Linked DNA regions of Gossypium hirsutum: region 2 is linked to region 1. Evidence: chromatin contacts called from public Hi-C data. All regions are on one chromosome and are shown on one strand. Each heading gives the region's core, a stretch centred on a gene start, on an enhancer-like site or on the middle of the called end of the contact. The rest is flanking DNA. Distances are from core to core; before and after follow the strand shown.

Evidence for each region. Hi-C and Micro-C count contacts between places; a contact is called where the count stands out from the background.
Region 2: a contact with region 1 is called in a Hi-C map of fibers, with 1.8 times the contacts expected there. The contact joins the promoter of LOC107912642 here to the enhancer-like site in region 1. A contact is called at or near these places in 5 of 34 Hi-C or Micro-C datasets (callus, fibers and leaf).

Annotation. Positions count from the first base shown.
Region 1 is chrD11:16,911,585-16,917,607 of Gossypium_hirsutum_v2.1, reverse strand. LOC107912640 (chitin elicitor receptor kinase 1) reads right to left here. Exons shown (of 13, transcript XM_016840914.2): 7 at 5,585-5,678; 8 at 5,353-5,504; 9 at 5,173-5,264; 10 at 3,181-3,319; 11 at 2,860-2,958; 12 at 2,582-2,767; 13 at 863-1,483. The coding sequence ends at 2,603. Among protein-coding and RNA genes, the nearest start is that of LOC107912640, 7.1 kb to the right of the region's middle. Within about 2 kb of position 2,702, at least 5 of the 9 cell types and tissues checked have an H3K27ac peak or open chromatin away from gene starts, as enhancers often do. A contact at or near this core is called in fibers, where this site is marked.
Region 2 is chrD11:16,949,287-16,955,134 of Gossypium_hirsutum_v2.1, reverse strand. It overlaps LOC107912642 (ribonuclease 3-like protein 3), which reads right to left and starts at 3,080. Exons shown (of 3, transcript XM_041106301.1): 1 at 2,488-3,080; 2 at 1,849-1,992; 3 at 1,326-1,745. The coding sequence starts at 2,883. The coding sequence ends at 1,963.

The DNA.
Region 1 (6,023 bases), core at 1,453-3,952:
ACTACGGGGCTGACGCTTCCGTCCATATCCCTTAAGAAGTAAGCTTTTCAATGTATGCAAAGGCGGCCACTTTGTATGTTTTGAAAAGGTAGCACAGTCAGTTTGTTAGCTTACTGCGTCAAAGGTTAGCGAGCCCAAGAGACAAAATGGCGTGGGATTTGCCATTGAGAAGTGTTGATCTAGCATAAGACGATCCCACAGAAGCGATTGTTGGCTAGAGTCAGGTTCCGCCAAATCGTAAGTCTAAATCCTTGGAGCTGGTGGTCGTAGGTGTCCTCTTCCACTATAACTGGCTTATTTGATTTGGGAAGAATCATCTAAAAGCCGAGGATTGAACCCAATGCGGAACAAGACAACTGGAGGCTGGAATCTCCCATAAGAATTTCCTTTCTCTCAACTCTATTTTTAATTCCTCAAATTTTTTATTCAATATTCTTAATTCTATTTTTTTATTTTTCGTTTCCAATTCCAAACCTTTAATTCTGCTATTTTTTATTTTTTTTCAGGAATGTAGGTTTTCTTGGGCAAGATTCTGCCTGGGATTTCACGGAATAAGATATTGTGCAAATCCAGTCCCTGAGGATTTGACTCTACTTTCCTTTTACTATTCTTTTTCATTATTTATTAGGGATAGAATATTTTTGGTGCTTTCAACGACCGCATCAGCAACAAAATTCGAAATATCATAACTTAATTTAATGAATTTAACAATTATTGTTTGGTGATAACTGAAGTTTTAATATTTAAAAAGTACAAGAACTAAACATAACTAAAGTAAAGTATAGAAATTAAAAAAATTCTTTTATAAAGTGTAGAGAGTAATAGCATAATTTAACCAAATATAAACACTTTTTTTTGAAAGGTAAATTCATTAATTTATTCAATTAATGGAACCATACAATTCAGAGAAAAATTATCAAACACTCGTATCGTGAAAGACAAGCTCCATCAACACAACAAAGGCTTTAGCCTAAGTATCAATAGAACATTATGACACGTTAACAATTGACTTTGTCATAACTCAAGTACTACATATCTGGAGTGATTGCAAGCGCTTAATACGATAAGGAAATCAATCCCGCGTGGTCCAAAGTGGCAAGCAAAAAATCGACAAAAGAATCGAGCATTCACCAAACTAGAGAGGACAACAACAAAATCTCCCTAAAATCACTTGTAAAATTAAGATTACATGCATAAGCAAGACCAAGAAAAGTGCTACAATAGCAGACAAAAGCTTCTAAAGCTGAAGATTTATTAAACAATGATAAAACAAAAAACATACCACATATATCCAAATCGACACGTGAAATCATTTTTTATTCTAAAATACTTTTAGAAACATGTTAAAAAGTTGACGAAGAGTCACCCACTTTTCGGAAAAAACTACTGGTGGCCAGTGGAGTTTTAGCTGACGACAGACATCGTTATTTGTCCATCACAACTTGCGAAGACAGCAAAGATACCCACAAAATATATCTGCGAACTAAAAAAAACCATATGTAGTGAATGAGAAAAAGAAAGAAGAAAAGGGTTGATGGTAATGAATGAGAAGAAGAAGAAGAAAAAAGTTGATGAGAGAGAAAAAAGGCAGGTGATAGCCAACTTGGAGGCTGACACTGTCATTGAGCAAAGCAAAAGATGAAATGTTATTTATTTCTATTTGTATTTATTTATGAAAAAAAAACGTATAAAGGAGTAGTAATAAAAGGAAAAAGGAAAAAAAAAGGGAAGTACGAAAGATAAAAGGATGTTTTAGTAAGATGTTGGCACATAATTAACATCTAATTGAAAATTCATTAGAGTGATTATTTGAAATGTTATTTATAATTTAAAGATTGAATTAAAATATTTTGAAATTTGAATATAAATATAATCTAGATTCCTGATTTAGAGACTTTGGATGGAATTAACCATAAAACTTATGTTTTTTTTATATATTTTTTAAGTAACAATTAGGATCATATTAATTTTATTTATTTATTTTTAAATATCAAATTAATTTGGTCCAAATTAAAAAAAAAAGAACAGTTATTTGACCAGTTACTAGTCCTTCTAACCTAAGCTCCTTATAAAGTATAAAATCCTTGGAAGTGAGAATGCTGAATTATATTTGATAAAAACCCAAACGGATACATAAATTGAAATCTTAATTAACATTAAATAAAGGGCTCAAAATGAACAACCCAATTCTCCTCCCCTAAAAAAATGTTATTCTAATCCACTTTATATTCAACATATGCAATACATCTTGAAAATCACATTAATAAGGAAATTTTTTAAGATGACAAAAAAGTATAAATAAAAAATTTATGATTATAATTGAGATTTTATCAATTCAACAAGGATAAGTGTCTTTTTATAATTGAGATTTTATCAATTCAACAAGGATAAGTGTCTTTTTCTAAAACATTTTACTATACCCTTATAATACACTTTTATCTTATATATACTAAAAACAAATGGCATCATTAGAATATCTTGCAAAAATAGATCTCAATTTTAGTGTGAAATGCCAAGAAGTAAATCTCGGTGTTTCCATTAGGAAAAGAGCTGTAATTCACAGCAACAAAGGTCTTACTACCATTCATTCCTGTTCGCTGATCTATCGTCCAGACATAAGGTTGACAACAGCTTGATTTTCGTAGAAAGTACCAACATCCCAATCCTCTGTTGTGGACGAAAGAGTCATTAGGGCAACCACTATTGACCTCATACTTGGTCGTAGTTGAGGGTTTTCTTGGGTGCAAGCTTTGGCAAGCTGAGCCATCTGCAATATAAAAACAGCCACCTTTGTTTTGTCATATCAAAATCGTGAAAGAAAATCCACATGCATATAATTTCCCCAGGAACTGCTCTCACCTTGAATACAGAGTCAAGTGGGTAATTATCTCCAAGCGTCGGATCAATAAGTTTGCACAGCCCTGCTTTAGGATCAGGCTCATCAAGACCATCCTCGAACTGCACAAGGAGACAAGGAGAAAATATTAACCAGGGTCTCCATTTATTAAAATTGATTTCCTAAAAGAATTACTCAAGATATGCGTATAGCATCTTAATGTTTAATGTTTTTTGCTCAAATCACATTCCAATTGTAACCAAAAAAAAAAAGTACCTTTGGAATTTAGCTCATCTGTCACCACTATTCATTAATTGGAATAAAGGGATTTAAACGATACTAACCAGAGCAACCAGACCCTTCGATTCAGCAAGGGAGCTATTTGCTTTGACAATAGCTTCTTTAGCAGAAATCAGTTCATACAGCACAACCCCAAAGGCAAATACATCTATTTTAGGAGAAACATCACCATATTGAGCGTATCTGCAGACAAAATGGATAAAGTTAGTCCATTTTTTAAAACACCAACCTTAAAGAAAGATGGCAAACTCCTTGGTGGCATACCCGCTTCTTAGGAAGCAAACAAGGCTTTAATTAAGAAAGTTTTTTCTTGTTTTTTCTAGAGCTTCTTTACTACCAAATTTTTAGATTTTATCCCATATGTAATAAATATGAACTGGACAACCTAGGGGTTAAAAAATAGTAATTGGTTCGTTTCCATAATAAAGAAGAGAATTAGTGTTTTCTGTCAATAGCATCTGGCTTTAGAAAGCATGATAATTGAAAGCTAATTCATGTCTATAATGCTGCAGAACTATGTTCTACATCCTCCCCCTTTTTTGTTGTACAACCTCACTACCAATTGTTAATGGGTGTCTGTTTTTTTTTTTTTTCGGCCAAGTGGGTGTTTGTGTCTTCTAAGTTGATTCACAATCATTTAAACCATTTTTGGATTCCCCTTTTACGGTTTTTTTATAAAAATAATATTAAAAAATTAATTAATTACAAAAATAAAGTGAGAGAACAAATTAATTACGAAAAATGGAATATTTGTTATAATAATTTTGGATGCTGCTTGACATATTAGCGACATCAATGAAATAAAAAAATTTGACAAGAAAAAAAAAAGTAGAAAAAGTAAAAAAAAATATTGTTTTAATTGGCGGCACCCTTGATTTAAAAAAAATTGTTTCTTTTTTAACAACCTCATTATATGTATTGATAATATCTGCTCTTTTTTGACACAATGCCTAGAACTACTACTAATAACCCCGCCTCAATCTATAGATAAGAGGTTAATGCGCTTCAGCATACTCAAACCCATGTCCTCCTAAATTTAGGATAATGTTTATATCAATCAAGTTAAGACTCAATCGGCAAAACAAAAAGAAGAAGTTGTTAAGGTATTAAAATGCATGGAAAAACCATTAAGGCATTAAATGATGGAAAAAAGCTATTGTCTTGGAGCCACAAACTAATTTTTTTTTTCACTTTTTCATTTTTTCTTTTGCTATCAGAATTTTTTTAAAAATTTACCGGTGCCGTTAATATATCATACGGCACCACAATTTTTTTTCTTTTTTTTTTCTGTCAAATTTTTTAAAAAAATTCACGGTACCGACAATTTATTAGGCAACACTCAAAACTACAGTAGCAAACATCTATTTTTGTAATGAATTAATTCTTTAATATTATTTTTATAAAAAAAAACAGAATTGAAATACGAGTCATACATAACATAAGTTAAAGACCAACTTAGAAAATCAAACCTAGCCGAAGTAATTCTATAGGTTTCGGTTCCTATGCCTACTTCTGTTTGATTTAATTTAGAAGATTATGAATTACAATATCCAAGCCAAATATTATGCAAACTATCTGAAGCTCCTCCAGTCGCAAATTCATTGACTAGAGGCAATTTACAAAATATTTGGTCTCTAACAGCAGTTGCTGCTAAGTTGCTAACATTAAACTAGATACGAAGGTAGACATATCATGCAGCTTAGTAATTTGTATAAGGGATCATTAGCCTCTATGGTCATAAACCTACTGGATAGGAGAGTCTAGCCAGTTGTTGAACTTATGGCCTGTCCTTAACAACAATAGCTAGTAACTTACAAATTACTTCAAATTAATTAGAACAATTTTGTGGAAAACGAAGATACCAACGTAGACACACCAAATCAGCTAATATTTTGTATAAAGGATCATTGGCCTATAAACCTACTGAGGAGGAGACAATTAGTCTAGCCAGTTGTTGAACTTATGGCTGGTCCTAAACAACAGCAGCTAACGAGTTACAAATTACTTGGAATTAATAAGAACAAAATTTATCTTACTCTGGTGGCATGTATCCAAATGTCCCAACAAGACGTGTGGGTAGGGATGAATTTCCAACTTCTGTCAGTTTTGTTAATCCAAAATCTGCAACCTGCATTGATGTTAAAAATTGATTAAAGTGCAATTATAACAAGAAGCTTTCAAACAGTCGACCTGATGAGAGATCAGGAATGAATAACCTTTGCACGGAACTTTTTGTCTATCAATATATTAGCTGATTTAATGTCCCGATGAATGTAAACAGGGACAGTATGCTCATGAATATATTCAAGACCTCTGGCTGAGTCGAGGGCAATTTGCACTCGAGTAGACCAAGGAAGTGGCTCCCTGCCTGGAAATAAACAACAGAATCCCATTAGTGCTGCTCTGAATCAATTGCATTTGGGATAGTTTCTGCGTAAGAAACCTCACCTGAGCCTCGCAAATGCTGACTTAGATTGCCATTCTCAATGTATTCGTACACTAGGAAAAGAGAGCCTTCAACACAGTATCCAATTAAACGCACCTGTATTGGACAAACACATTAATATTCACTTTGAAGATAAATAACCAAAATAGGAATTATAGAAGGTCATAGATGAAAGAGGATGTTTATAAAGGAAGAAAAACTTATAAATGAAAAAAGGGATGGCCAATGAATTCCACTATAATGATTGAAAAGTTAAACAACTTAATTACTTGTGCATTGTCACGACTGCAAAGATATGTATAGTAGACTCAGTGAGAATATAATTCTGCATGATACCATAAACTCCATCCAATTATCTGTATTAAGTTTCTTAACATTAAGGAAAATAAGAGTTAGGGCAAATAATGCATGAAAAACTGTGCCATATGTGGATATAGACAA
Region 2 (5,848 bases), core at 1,831-4,330, 37 kb before region 1:
ACCTCTTTTCTCTTGGTTCAGGAGCTTTCTGTTGGAGCTCTAAAAAGCAGCAAACAGTTGCTCAATCAACTGCTGAGGCAGAGTACATAGCAGCAGCTGGAGCAGTAAGCCAAGCTATTTGGCTTAGAAAATTGTTGTGTGATTTAAATGAGGAACAATTTGAGCCTACTGAGATTATGGTTGATAATCAATCAGCAATAGCTATCTCCAAGAATGCTGTTTTTCATGGCAAAACAAAGCACTTTAAGCTCAAATTTTATTTTGTTCGAGAGGCAGTACAATCAAAGGATGTGAGTCTTGCATATTGTAGTTCACAAGATCAATTGGCTGACATTTTAACAAAGCCTCTAGGTGCTATGAGGTTTGAAATTCTTAGAGAATTGGTTGGTGTTTGTTGCCTACAGTCCAAGGAGGAGTGTTGAGAATGGACTGCAATGCAACAGAAGGCCATGATGCAGACCAGCAGCTGCAGCAGACCAGCATTCAAGCAGGACCAGAAGCAGCTTAATTATTTTGTTTACTTTTGTTCATTTTGTAATGCCATCCAAGCTAAATGTAACTAGACTTTTAGAGTTGTTAAGATTTGAATTGATGGATGTAATAGCTAAAAATTGTTCAGCTTTCTTTTGTATTACTTTAGTTGGCAACTTGCCAAAACAGGTGGGAGCAGTTACAAGTTTAGGTAACTGACATTCTAACTTTGTAACTCTTATATTTTCAAATGAAATGAAAAGATGTAGCATTCCATTCATTTTCACATTTTTGCTTTTGAGTTTTCTGTTCTGTTTCTGCTTGCTGTTCGTGAGCTTATGCTCTTGGTGTTTTCATTTGTTTGATTTGCTGCTGCCAGTGTTCCAACACTTGGATTTACATTTTTTAACCCCTGACAGCCCACTTTATGCGGTGCTTCTTGTATGTAAGATCGTTTGAGTATGCATACAGATGCAAGGATTGCACATTTACTTTGCATATGGGATATCTTCCATTCCCACGCACTGCTCTCACATAAGTGTAATAAACATTCTTTCACACTTGCTTACCAAAGATAAGAATCACTATCCACTACGACACTATTATGACATTTGTGGAAAAAAAATCCACAGCAATTGTTTTATTATTGTGGAACGTCGGAAAAAATTCATTTATCAAAATCGAAGATAAATATACATACAACAGTTATTCATATCCGGACTCTACCCTCATTGTATGGATTGAGTATTTGGAGCAGGGATGCAACGACATTGTTCATTGGAGTTTTATGACACCCTACTCTAGTTCTAGTGACACATATAATAGTAATAACAGTGAATGATGTATGAAGCTGGTTTATTCTAAAGTTCTCGAATTTGAGTTCCAAACTTAATAAATTTAGTAAGCTCAATTCTGTTTTCAAAGCGTTTAGTGTATACTTCATTTTAAGTTTTACATGATCAATTCATCAAGTAAAGTTACACATTTCTTTCTTCAACAAAATTAACATTAGTATCTTTTTCATCTAAAATTCTCAAAATATTGTCCAGTGCATCTTTGGCAGCTCTGTTGTGTGCAATTTCCTTCTTGAGACTACATTTGCCTCTTCCCACAAGTTGATCGTCGACAAAAACATCAAAACCTGTGCTTTCCTTCCATAAATCTACAAACTTAACTTTTAAATTCCTCTTTTGACACACTTCATATAATTGTGTCACCGGGTGTATCTTCAAAGTCTCCCGTCTAATTATGGGTTCCAACAAATCCTTAAACACCTATTACAGTATTCAAAAACAAAATTATATATATGACCACATACCATATTCTAACTATAAAAAAGGTCCTACCTAAGTAAAAATAAGTGTAAGAAATAGGTACCTTCCAAACAACATCAAGGGAATTGGTGTCAATGAAAACCGCACCGATGGTGGATTCCACAAGATCAGCCAACGCTTTTGGCACGTCAACTAGTCCATTAGAATGTAGTGGATATCATTGTATTTCTTCAGAAAATTGTCGAATCTGATTATGTTGGGAGAGTTATTATTTGCTACAAATCAACGTGTTGAACACTGGATATGCCTTTGAAGGAATTAACTAAGCTACAAACCTTAGTTTACACCATAATTAAGACAAAAATGGATGATATATATCATAGTCTACGTCAAACATAGTCATAGTAGTCGGCTACTATGTATCAACTGGTTATTATAATATTCCATGACAATTTACGTCTCTTTGCTTAAAAATTAGGGAGAAATTAACCATTTTATTTAAACCTTTTTAAAATTTTAAATTAGTACTTTACCCCTAAAAAAAAGCACTTTCGAAAGATGGTTTCAACTTTAAACCAACTTAACCAGCACGATTATTATGACTGCAAAATTCAACAGCCTACAAATATTGACTTCGAGTATTTATATTCAAACCAATTTTTTTAAATGAATAAAAATATTTATACATAAAAGTGAAAAATCTAAAATTAATTTTATTCAAAAAACAGTTTCGATTGCTTACTTGTTCTTTGAGAAGAGGTTTCTTATGGCGCAAATAGCGATGCAAACCGTGTTTGACGGCGGCACGAGCCAACTTTTCGGTATCGACATTGGCGGCTCGTAGCCTAGTCAAAGGCCCCGGCGGCAAATCAGGGTATTCAAAAAACTGCTGTTTGGTGAAAAGTAAATTAAGGACAGAATCTCCCACGTACTCTAACCGCTCGTTGGAGAAACCGAGTCCTAAAGAAGCATGCGTGAAAGCTTCTTCTAATAACCGTTTGTTGTTAAAATCATAGCCCAGAATTTGCTCCACTTCATCCAGACTGGGCAACGACTGAGTTGATTCCCCGGCTGACTCGCTTTGTTGTTGGATAATATGCTGCTGCTCTTTAAGAGCTTCTATGGTGATGGCGGTCATCGTAAAAATACACCCAAGGAAAGAAAGGTGTGGATGGATAATACTGAGAGAGAAGGTATTTATTTATATTAAAGACTTTGGATTATAGGTCTTGACAGATTGTATTTATTTATTTGGACATTGGATTATATGGAAAACTTTAGTATAAAAGGGAAATTTTGATTATAAGAAACAACTGGAACCTGCAAATTTATTTTCTCATATATGGTATGGATATATCACAGCTGTTAAAAAGGGAACTAACTCGGTAGATACATTGACCCAAACTTAATGGTTTCGTGTTTCCTAAGAAAATATACGTTTAACCCTGCCAACGAATTTGTTCAAATTTTTTTTACTTGGTTTTCTTTTTTTCTTTTATTAATTTAATTAATATATGCCTATTCCATTCCATTTTTTCTTATTTTATTAGGAATCTCGTATCCACCAAAATAATCAAATCCATAAAATGAAAAAAATTATAAAATTGTAAGACTTATCTTTCAATTATTTCAGATTAATTAAAGTCAACATAAATAAAATAGATCAAGCGAAGAAATAAAATTGAGATACTATATATAGTACATATATTTAATTGATATCGACATGTATGAAGATACATATTGTATGGTAGAGAGATTCATTTTTTTTCTACCATACTATCGAGTTTTATAGGATACTGTTGATTCTAGTCCATTCATTTTATTTAAGACGTGAGATTTGAATCCTTTTTTCTTCAACTCCTTAATAAAAAGTCAAGTTTCATTCAAATTAATCACTTTGATTGACAGTTTTTACGTATATTATAAGTAAAAAAACAGTAGGAACTAGAATGAACAGCGTTGTAGCAATAAATGCGAGAATATTTATTTCCATAATTTCTTTTTTTTTTTACTTTGCAATAACTCGGGATTTAATCCCATAGAGATGATAAATTTGTCGCTTGTAAATTCAATGCAATGACTTATATTTCAATGACATTGATTCAGATCAATATCATGAATAACAATATCTAGACTATCAAATCGATTCATCGTCGAGAATTAAATAGTATAACATAGGAAGATCTTTTATCCACATTGAATACAAAAAGTGATGCCTCGTCCAATCAAAAGAATTCATTTCCTATATATATATATTATTTTCCACCCTTTATTTTTGATAATCTATCGCCTTTCTTCTACAATCATCTGATAATGTATTTGACTGATTTTTCACTTTCACCGTTTTCAAATAAACCCCCCACAAAAAAGAGAAAGGAAGAAAAAAAGAAGAAGAAGATAATTTTATATTTAAATTAATTTTATATGTCATTGAATTAAGTGATTTTACTCAAAAATATTTTAACTATATCTTTCTCTTTTTAATTTTTATATAGTATTTTAAAATAAAATAATTTAGAGTTAAAACCACTAGTTAAAAATATAATAACCGAACAATTATTTTCTTTAAAAAAATTATTTAATACATTATCTGTAGAATTTTAAACTTCACAATAATATCTTATAAAAGTATAATAAAATATTAAGAAAATATTTTTTTAACATACTTTTAACTTTTTATATAAACCTTCAATTTGATATCGCTTGATTTAGAGCTCAATGTTAAACAAAGTAGAAAATGATAATAAAAGGTAATATATTAAAATGACTGTATAGATAATAAAAATAAATTATATAATATTAAATAAATATCTTATATTAAAATTTATTAGTAAAATAAATTAAAACTATTCCTTAATAAAATTATATATTTATTAAATAATTGTACTAAAAATTTATAACATCTATCTATATTTATATCGAATAATACTCATTCTTTTTTTTTTCAAAATATTTTTTTATAAACTAACAAATAAGTATATATCTTTTTATATTTTTATATAATTTTTATAAAACTTACTCTGTTTTCCTCTTTCTATATTTTTTATATAAATAAAATTTATAAAAATCTATCCAAGATAAATATAAAAAATACACACATAGTAAAATTTGAACATGAGATTCTATAGTCTCAAAGCCACAACTTTGTTAGCTAAATGCTTAAAGTGGGGCTCAATCTTTTAGGGATTGCTCAAATAATGACAAAATTTTTCAAAATGGTCATACAATGGCCTAACATTTATTAAATTGTTCAAATGAAAGTCAGATCTTTCAAAATAGTCAAATAGGGCCTAATCTTTTTGAAATTACTTAAATAATGGTTAAATCTTTTCAAAAGTATTCAAATAAGGAAATCTCAAATGTTGTATAGCATATTTTAAATTAGGTTTTTATTACTTTCTTTTCTTTTCAAGTAAAATTTGATTCAGTTGTTCTATATTTTATTCTAAACACGTCAACATTCACTTAATTTTTACTACAAATTGGATTGAAGTGCGTGAAAAACCCCTTATTTAATCACTTTTATAAATGTTAGGCCATTATATGATCATTTTAAAAGATTTGACCATTATGTAAGCAACTTCTAAAATATTGTTCCTAATTTAAACCTTTATCTTTGTTGTTTTAATAAAAGCCTGATTTGGGTTTACATATTGTTGACACATCAGCGATTTAAAAAAAGAAAGATTAAACCAATTTAAGTATTTTAAAGACATTTATTTATATATTTAAATTTTAATAAAATATTATTTCAAATACAATTTTTAAAGGGAAAAAATAAAAACAAATCTAACATAAAAATTCACATACTTTAAAACATAATTAAAAAAATGTCATTTTTCCATAAATAATTAAATAAATAAAGTTTTGTTATTTTGAAAATAATGATTTAAATATAAGCTTGGAAACTGAGCAGTAAAAATAGCAGTTTTAAACACCATATTTTTAATTTAAAATTAACATCACTTAAAACAATAAAAAATTAATTGCATTTGTAAAAAATTGTTTTCAAAATAGTTTATGATCTCAAAATAAAGCAATTGGAACAAATTTTTTATGTAAAATATTTTTAAAATTACTTGTCTAAAATACATATTTATCAA